Regions from separate parts of the Sus scrofa genome. Here region 1 is linked to region 2. Evidence: chromatin contacts called from public promoter capture Hi-C data. All regions are on one chromosome and are shown on one strand. The core of a region is the stretch at or near the end of the contact, and the rest is flanking DNA. Distances in the headings are between cores, read along the strand shown. Region 1 holds the start of KDM4B (lysine-specific demethylase 4B). Region 2 holds the start of SAFB (scaffold attachment factor B1).

Region 1 (4,147 bases), core at 608-3,107, 560 kb before region 2:
ACCAAATTACATGTCAGTTCCCCCCTGCCCCCCCGCAGTTCAGGGTGTTCCATGGGAGCAGTTACTACTTCCTATTTTTTAAGTTAAATTTTAACTGCATGAGGAATATCCAAATATGGCCCCATGAGAATGTATAACACACTAGAACAGATGGAAGTCCTTACCAATTACCCTTTTTACCAATGCAGATCCCTCCTCTCCCCAAAGATTTAGTTTTCTCAGTTTAGGGGTGGCCTTGTTTTGCGAGGGGCCACAGGTATGTGCCCTTAGAAACCACACAGCATTATTTGCTGAAGGTTCATTTCCATAATGTTCTGTTCAGAAATTTGGACCATTCTGCAGCTCTCCATGGCTTGTAGACATCATTCTCTGACTGTACCTGTAGATCTACTTCTTTTTTATTCTTTTTTTAATTTTAATTTTTTTGGCTGTACTGGTGGCATGTGGAAGTTCCTGGGCTGCGACCCAAGCTGCTGCAGTGACAACCCCAGGTCCTTAACCCACTGAGCCACAGGGGAACTCCAATCTGTTTTTAATTGCTATAAAGTTAAAAGTATTCTAAAGTACCCAGTGCCACAGGCTGCTTATTTCCTAGAGAGAGATATTTAGAGCAAAATACTGGGAACAATTAGGTACAGTGCTGCAACATCATCCTTGAACTGGCAAGCTGTGAGCTTGGGAGACTTTCTCAGGGTACATGACCTTCAGGAATAGAATGTAGTTACACTTACCGCCTTATAAATCAGTTGCCTGTTTTACACTCCTGCCAGCGAAATGTGAGTGTACCCACTCTACTGCCTGACCGCAATTAATCACCGAAACGATGTTAATGATACACCTTAGCTAAATGCTCACTTTGTGAAGTGACATGGTCAAATTTTACGTGCCTGTTTTCACTTAACTCGTGCAAACTTCCCAGGATAGGAGCAGACCGTGAGGGGGTGTATCACCATCATATCCTTTTCACCGGAGAAAACAAGCCCAGTGAGGTTACTTTGCTCGAGGCCAACCAGTGAGGCACCTGGGCCCAGCTGAGCTTTGAACTGGTCAGGAAGCAGCGAACTCCTCTCGTCCTTCACGTTTTAGGGAAGGTTACCTCATTTTTAGGGGACGTCACCTAATTTTAGCAGGGAGGCCTTGCGCCTTTGCAAAGTTGTATTGTTTGTGATGGAAATGAACTTTTTTTTGAAGGGTCTGGAGGAAAGGAGAGACAGGGGCGCTTCCTGCTTGACTTTTATTTCTCCAGTTCTCCTCCTTTACAAATTGAGTTTTGTTCGTGCTATGTTTCCTAACTCCGGACTTTGCGAAGTGGAGAACGCGGCTCCCAATTTCCGGCTCCGGGTCTCGAACCCACCGCTACGACTCCCAGGCGGGGTGCTGATGTTGTGCTGGGTCTCACGTACTCAGCTGCAGCCTGATAACCAAGGCGGGGCCCGGGCCGTGATTGGCACTCGCCCCAGCCAGTCCGCTCTTGGGGCTGATCCAGTAAGCCAATATTCTCTTGCCCCCGTGCGGTCGTTGGGCGGTCCCCTAGGCGTCCTTGTCAATCCGAGGCCTAGGGCCGTCGCGTTGGTCGCGGCCTCTTGCCTGGCGTGCTCAGCCTGCAATGAGAACCGAGCCGGTCAGCGGGCACGTGGGTGGGCGCCGGCGTGTCCCGGCCGGCAGGCCAATGGCGAGGCGAGACCGGCGCCTGCGCCCGCCCAATAGAGGCGCGCGGGGGGCGGGCCGTGAGGTGTTGATGGGCCCGGTGGAGGGGAGGGGCGGAGCTGTCAGCGTCAGCCAATGGGCGTGCGGGCGTGGGCTCGGGGGCCAATGGCAGCCGGGGCGGAGCTGGAACGCAGCCCTATAAGCCCCACCCGGGGCGCTCACGGAGGGCTCGGCCGCCAGCGACCGAGCGGGGCCCGGCCCGAGCGGGCCTGGGGGTGCGACGCCGAGGGCGGGGGAGCGCGCGCCGCTGCTCCGGACCGGGCCGCGCGCGCCGCCTCAGGTGAGCCCGCGGGGAGGCGGCCGCCGCGTCCGAGCGCGGGCCCCGCTGCGGCCGCCGCCGTCCCCGCGCCGCGCCCGGGGCTGCGGGCGGGCGGGCGCCCGGGACTCGAGGCCCAGGCCTCGGGCGCGGCCTGCTCGGGCCGCAGCCGCCGCGCTTTGTCCCGGCCCGCGAGGCGGTTGGGGGCGTTAACCGCTTGGCCCCGGGCGCCCGCCGGACCTCGGGCGGGGGCGGTGCGGCTGGACAATGGCGGGGCCGGGGGCGGGAGGCGGGGGCGCCCTGCCCGGGCCAGGGGCGCGCGGGGGCTGGGCCAGGGCGTCCCCGTCGGCCCCGCACAAAAGATGACAGCGTGGGTGGCCCGGCCCGGCTGGCCCTGCCTGGCAGGGCCCTCCCCTTCTATTATTCACAACAATCCTAATGATTTAAAAAATAATAATAAAGAGAAAGAAAGAAATCCCAGGCCCTGGGTGAAGCCCGCCTGCATTTCCAGCCCTTTGGGCACCGGTGGGGTTAATGAGGCGCTTCCCAGTGGTGCCCCCCCGAAATGTCCATCATTGCATCCCACCCATCTCCCCGAATCAACCCGCCGTTCCATCGCGGCTTCCAAACTCGTCCCCCATTTTCCTGAGCCCCCCTAAATAAGCATGCAACCTGGATTTTTTTTTTTTTTAATGTATCCAGTTGCTATGCATATAGCAGCTTACAGACGCGTGCCCTCAGTGCCTCACCCTGCCGGCCCGAAAGCCATCTCGAAGCCCCCCTTCTCTGTAGAAATAAATCGTAGAGTCCCTCCCGCGGAGACCCCTTGGGCTGTCCCATCCAGCCTCGTGGGAGCTGGGGGACGGATTCATTCTGAAAGGAACCTACTCCAGATCTGCTGGGGCCTGGGTCTCCACCCAGTGGGCGCGATGACACCAGGCAGAATGGGATGCACCTCCGTGGGGCCACATGGAAAGGTTTTACAGAGGATTTTCTTTCCCCTGGGGGCAGGGGAGACATGGACTGTGCCTTGGTGTGTCCCATCTGCTTGGTCGGGGGAGGATGCTTTTGTTTTAATAATTCAGGTGCACCTGGGGAACTGTTTCCCGAGTTATGAAACTATTGAGAAGGTTGTTCTGTTCAGTGGAGCCCAGTGATCCCATCCTGTAATGTGTGAAGAGTGTGTCCTTTTTTCCCCATGTGTTTCTATCAAAGGCATTTATTCAGCCAGCTCCTTTGGGTCAAACTGGGTGCCAGCAATGTCTTAGGGTCTGAGAATGCCTGCCCCCTCCTCTGCCTCGACAGCCATTTATCCCGCTGTCCCCAGGCTGGAGAAAGCCCCTGAAACGGTCTCTTTACATGACTTCTGTGGGCTTTCCTTGTCGCAAGAGCTGATGACTCCCCTAATTCTCAAATAATAGCTTCCTTCTGAGGCATCAGGATAGCTTATCAACTCATGGGTCAGCCTTCTCTCTCCACCCTTGCAAGAACAGTGGGCAGCCGCTCTGTCTTTGCAGTTAGTTTGTTTTTTGGAACCCCAAAGGACGGAATGTGAAAGTCTGGAGTCAACTTGTGCTGATCTGAGTGGAGGGTTTCTGAAACTCGCCGGCCCTCTTTCTGTGTTTCTGATTGGATGCTGGGCAAATCATGATGCTCCCCATTCGTGCCGGGGGCACCTCCTCGGTCAGACTGCTCTGCCCTGGGGGAGGGCAGTGCCAGGAGCAGAGGTGCAGTTGCTTGAATGCTCCCAGGTTTTGTGGCGATTCCAGCAGATACAGTGTCACATGCTGTGTGTGTGTGTGTGTGTGTGTGTGTGGGAGAGAGAGAGAGAATGAGTGTGTAGTTGTTGAGAGGAAATGTATATAGGTCTTAGTAACAATTGATTCTGATCCTTGTCGCTTTGGGGAAGTGGGCTGCTAAGGAGATGTTAAATACTAGAGCTTAAAGGTATGGCTGATCGGTCATTCCCGACTCCGCCCTGCCTTTGTTGTACTTTTCTGCGTCCTAGGAAAGACCCTTCCCCAGTCCCTCTGGGGCTGTTGGGGGCCCTCTCTGCCCCTGTCTCCCACCCCCGCTGCTCTGCTTGACCCCGCGTTTCTCCGCCTCCTCTGCTGGCTTCTGGCCCCTGCCCTCTTGTGCCCTGCCCCTTCCCCTGGCTGGCCCGGCAGAGCCTCAGTCCTTGCG
Region 2 (4,102 bases), core at 1,598-4,097:
ATATCTCTGAGGTTGAACTGGAGCTGCAACTGCCGCCCTATGGCACAGCCACTTCAACAATGGATCCGAACTGCATCTGCAACCTATGTCGCAGGTTGAGGCAATGCTAGATCCTTAAGCCACTGAGTGAGGCCAGGGATCAAACTCACCTCCTCACAGAGACAACACTGCGTCCTTAACCTACTGAGACACAATGCAAACTCCTGAACTCAGCACTTCTTAAGATGAATGGACACATACAGCTTTGAGAATTTTTTTGTAGCACCTTTCAAGAGAACAAGTCCATCATATAGAAGTTTCAAATTATACTATCCTTATCACAGTAAATTTTGATAATGAGGACAACATCTAATGAGGTTCCTAAGTTTTATGAAATTAAATACTTCCAAAAATAACTGAACTCAGCCATAAAAAGGAATGAAGTACTGATACGCGTTATATTATAGATAAACTTTAAAAGCAATGCTCTGTAAAAGAAGCCACACACAAAAGCCACATGTTACATGATTCCACTTATATGAAATGACCAGAATAGGCAAATTCTCAGAGACAGAACCTTGACTACATATTGCCAGGGGCTTGGGGGAGAGGGAGATGAGAACGAGCACAGGGGGCTCTTCTTGGGATAACGGAAATGATGTCAATCTAGTGGTGACGGTTGCGTAGCCATGTAAATACTAAAAACCACGGCATTATACACTTTAAACTGGTGAGTTTTACAGCATGTGAATTAAAAAAAAAAAAAATCACGCTGGTAAAATATAGCCTAGGTGCAAATAATCCAACAATCTATTTTGGACTCTAGAGAAGTTGGGTTCTATTTGGTCTCAGGTTGGTGTCATTTTCCTTGATTTGAGACCTATTTTTTGAACCAGGAAGGAAGCCAAGGAGACCAGTTGGGGCAGCTTTAAGAGTGTGCCTTACTCTAGCTCTTTTTTAATCGCAGTGACAAGAGCTGAGATGTTCCTAGTATGTATTTTAATTTAACTTGGCACCTACAGAGCTCTATTTCTCTCAGCACTCTGATGGAACCACATGTTAGGTAGTAGAAAAGTAAGCTAAATGGAGGAAAACGAGGTCCAAAGGAGCTTTTCTGACCTGGGGAGCAGGAAGACTGCTAAAAAACCAGTTCTCTACATTAGTGCTCTGAAGGCAGAGGCCCCAAGCAGCAACAAGTACAAGTGGATACCTTTAAGGCATCTCTTTGTTGTCTTCTTGCTTGTGGCTTCCAAGGCGATGCCAATTTCATCAGGCCCCTGCCCTTCTTCCTTCACAGCCTATTAGGAAGAGACAGATTTTAACATTACTAAAAACTGCAGGGCATGTACTGTTCTCTTTTAAGCAATGACTTCCCTGTGAACAAAGGTGAACCTTTCCTTGCAAAAAACAAGTCTGGTTCTGCTATCTGGGCTGCAAACCCCAAAGGCACAGGATGATCCCAGTACCCCCTAGTTCTTTCTGGGCTCCTCACCCAAAAGACAGACAGTTCAGAAACAGGGTCAATGACAAGTTCCAAAATGACCCCTAACCTCCAAAATGCCTCTGCTCTAAGTCAACAAAGTAACAGGCAGAAAGGCGGCAGGGGCAAAGGGCTGAGGAGCTGGTCAACCCAGCCATCTTTGACCTGAGGTAGAAAAACACCCATCAACCTGGGTAGAGGAGAGGTTAGTGGTTCCACTCAACAAGTATCCCAGTGCCTTCTGGGCCTGGGGAGGCGCGGCGAACCCAGGGAACTCACAAGGTCCTGATCCTCAAGAAGCTAGTTCTGACTTGGGAAATGACAACGCCCCGCCCCAGTTTGTGTCAAGTGCCCCTGAGGTGGGAGCAATAAACACAGGATGGTGCGATATGGAGTCAGGGAAGTGCAGCAGAACTTAGGGAGGCTGGTCGGCGACTCGACATCTCAGACCCCAAAATGACAAGGCGCCAGACAGTTGTTGACCTGGGAGAGGAGCAGTCCGGGGGAAAAGCAAGGGAGGAACAAAGGTCCTGGGGCAGGACCCAGCAAAGCACCCTCCACCCCGAGAAATCTCAAAGGATCTTCAGTCTTGGATCTCCAAGAAAGAAAACCTCTCCAAGACAGAAAACCTCAAAGGATCTTTCTCTCTTGGATCTCCAAGACAAGAAACAAGAGCAAGTAACGGAAAGCACTTGTCCAAGGTCACACAAACAGTCTCCAACCCAAACCCCGGGTGCAGTCTAGAAGCCACCCTGCAGCTATAGTGGGCTTTCAGCGCTCTTGAAACGACTAACTAGAAAAAAAGGAGGAGGTAAGACACAGAGAGAAGCGGTGACGAGCCAAGGTCACACAGCCGGATCCCCGCGGTCCCTGACAGCTCGGGCTGGGTTCGGCCACGAGAAGCGGGCCGGAGGCGCCCCGGGCCCGGGAGTCACGGTGACAGGCCCGCTCGGGGGCGTGCCCCAGCTTCCTGCGCCACCCCAGGGCCCCTGGTTGCCTCACCTTCTTGAGTCGCTCCATCAGGACGCTCTTGTTGCCACCCGTGTCCAGGTTCCGCTTCTTCAGCTCCGCCCGCAGATCGATCACCCGCAGATCGCTGAGCCGCCGCGTCCCGGCTTCTGAAGCGCCCGAGACGACACTGGCCGTGCCAGAACCCGAGTCACCGGACCCTGCCGGAGACTCCGCCATCCCGGGCACCCCGTCTCCGCCACCTACTCCTCACACCGCCGGCGGCAGTAGCGGCTCTGAACACAAAATGGCGCCGCCGGCGAGGAAAACGCACTCGCTTCCTCCCGCCCAGTTTTTCCGGCAGCGCATGCGTGCGGCCCCTACCGGGATTCTTAGCAGCAAGCACGCTAGCGCGTCGACCAAACGCACGTGACCCGGCACAACGCGCAGGCGCCGTAACTGCAGTACGCATGTGTGCCGGCTGATCGCGGCGGGAGGCCAGCAAAACGCAACACGCCTGCGCGCAGTTCCCCAAGTCTCTCACCACGCATGGGCAGACGCGACCGGGAGCGTCGAACCCGCGCCGGGTGCGCCTGCGCAGGAGCGAGGCGCGCCGGGGCGGCTGGAGCGGTTCCCTCGCAGGCGGCGCCATTTTGTGCTAGAAGCCGAGATAAATCCTGCCCGGTTCTGTGTGAAGTGGGCGGCGGAGCCAGGGTCCCTGGAATGGCGGAGGCTCTGTCAGGCCTAGGCGATTCGAGTGCGGCGGGCGCAGCCGCTCTGAGTTCCGCCTCGTCGGAGACCGGGACGCGGCGCCTCAGCGACCTGCGGGTGATTGATCTGCGGGCGGAGCTGAGGAAACGGAATCTGGACTCGAGCGGCAACAAGAGCGTTTTGATGGAGCGGCTCAAAAAGGTGGAGCCGGGGCCTTGGGGGTGGGCAGGAAGTGGGTTGGGGGACCCCGGCAGCCACGACGGTGGCGTCCTGGCCTCGGGGTCCGCCCCCGGCCCTGTCTGCGGCCTGCTTTGGGCCTGGCGCTCAGCGCTTCTCCCGGCTTCTCTCTGGCTCCGGCGGGAGCTCCAGGTTCGAAGTCTAGAGTCGCATCGGGGCGAGACTGGGGAAGCGAACGGGGGAAGTTTGGGGTGACGGGTGACATCGGCTAAGGCCTGTGTTTTCCGCATCATTCACTGTTTTTTAGGGATTTTTTTTTTGGTTGGTTTCATCCCAGTCTGCGAAAGTGGACGCGGAACCTTGAAATCCTCATTTCCTCCGCGGCGTGGGGACTGGGCCAAGGTCATTCGACCCGAGTGGGGAGGTGGGGATTTGAACCCAAGCCGTCTGATTCCCTGAGCCCGTGCGGGCCGCGCGGTTCTCCTTTGGGAAGATAGATGCTCCTTGATCCGTTATGGCCTAGAAGCCTTGAATGAACTGTTAAAGTAATCGTTCCGAAAAAAATCTTCCAAGAGAGAGAAAAAACGGCTTAGGGACCTTCCAGCACGGACTCGGGGACACAGCATGCAAAGGGAAGTGCAGTTAGCAATCGCGAGATAGAACATAGAGGGTTGGGGAGAGATCAGGCCCCTGCCAGGCCCAGGGGCCTGATCTTGGGCATGGAAGACATTTACTACCCCTTCTCGATCCTGTTTCTTTTTGTGTTCGAAGAGGAAAGTAATAGTTCTTCCGTGCTAGGATTAAGTA

The links. Promoter capture Hi-C pulls out the DNA fragments that hold promoters and counts their contacts.
Region 1: a promoter capture Hi-C map of fetal liver shows a contact between it and region 2, with 2.7 times the contacts expected there. The contact joins the promoter of KDM4B here to the promoter of SAFB in region 2. A contact is called at or near these places in 2 of 5 promoter capture datasets (fetal liver and liver) and 2 of 47 Hi-C or Micro-C datasets (heart right ventricle and liver).

Annotation. Positions count from the first base shown.
Region 1 is chr2:73,887,591-73,891,737 of Sscrofa11.1, reverse strand. KDM4B (lysine-specific demethylase 4B) reads left to right here and starts at 1,857. Exons shown (of 23, transcript XM_021084033.1): 1 at 1,857-1,987.
Region 2 is chr2:73,333,239-73,337,340 of Sscrofa11.1, reverse strand. It overlaps SAFB (scaffold attachment factor B1), which reads left to right and starts at 2,847. Exons shown (of 21, transcript XM_021084024.1): 1 at 2,847-3,319. The coding sequence starts at 2,957. It overlaps SAFB2 (scaffold attachment factor B2), which reads right to left and starts at 2,799. Exons shown (of 18, transcript XR_002341685.1): 1 at 2,462-2,799; 2 at 1,190-1,277.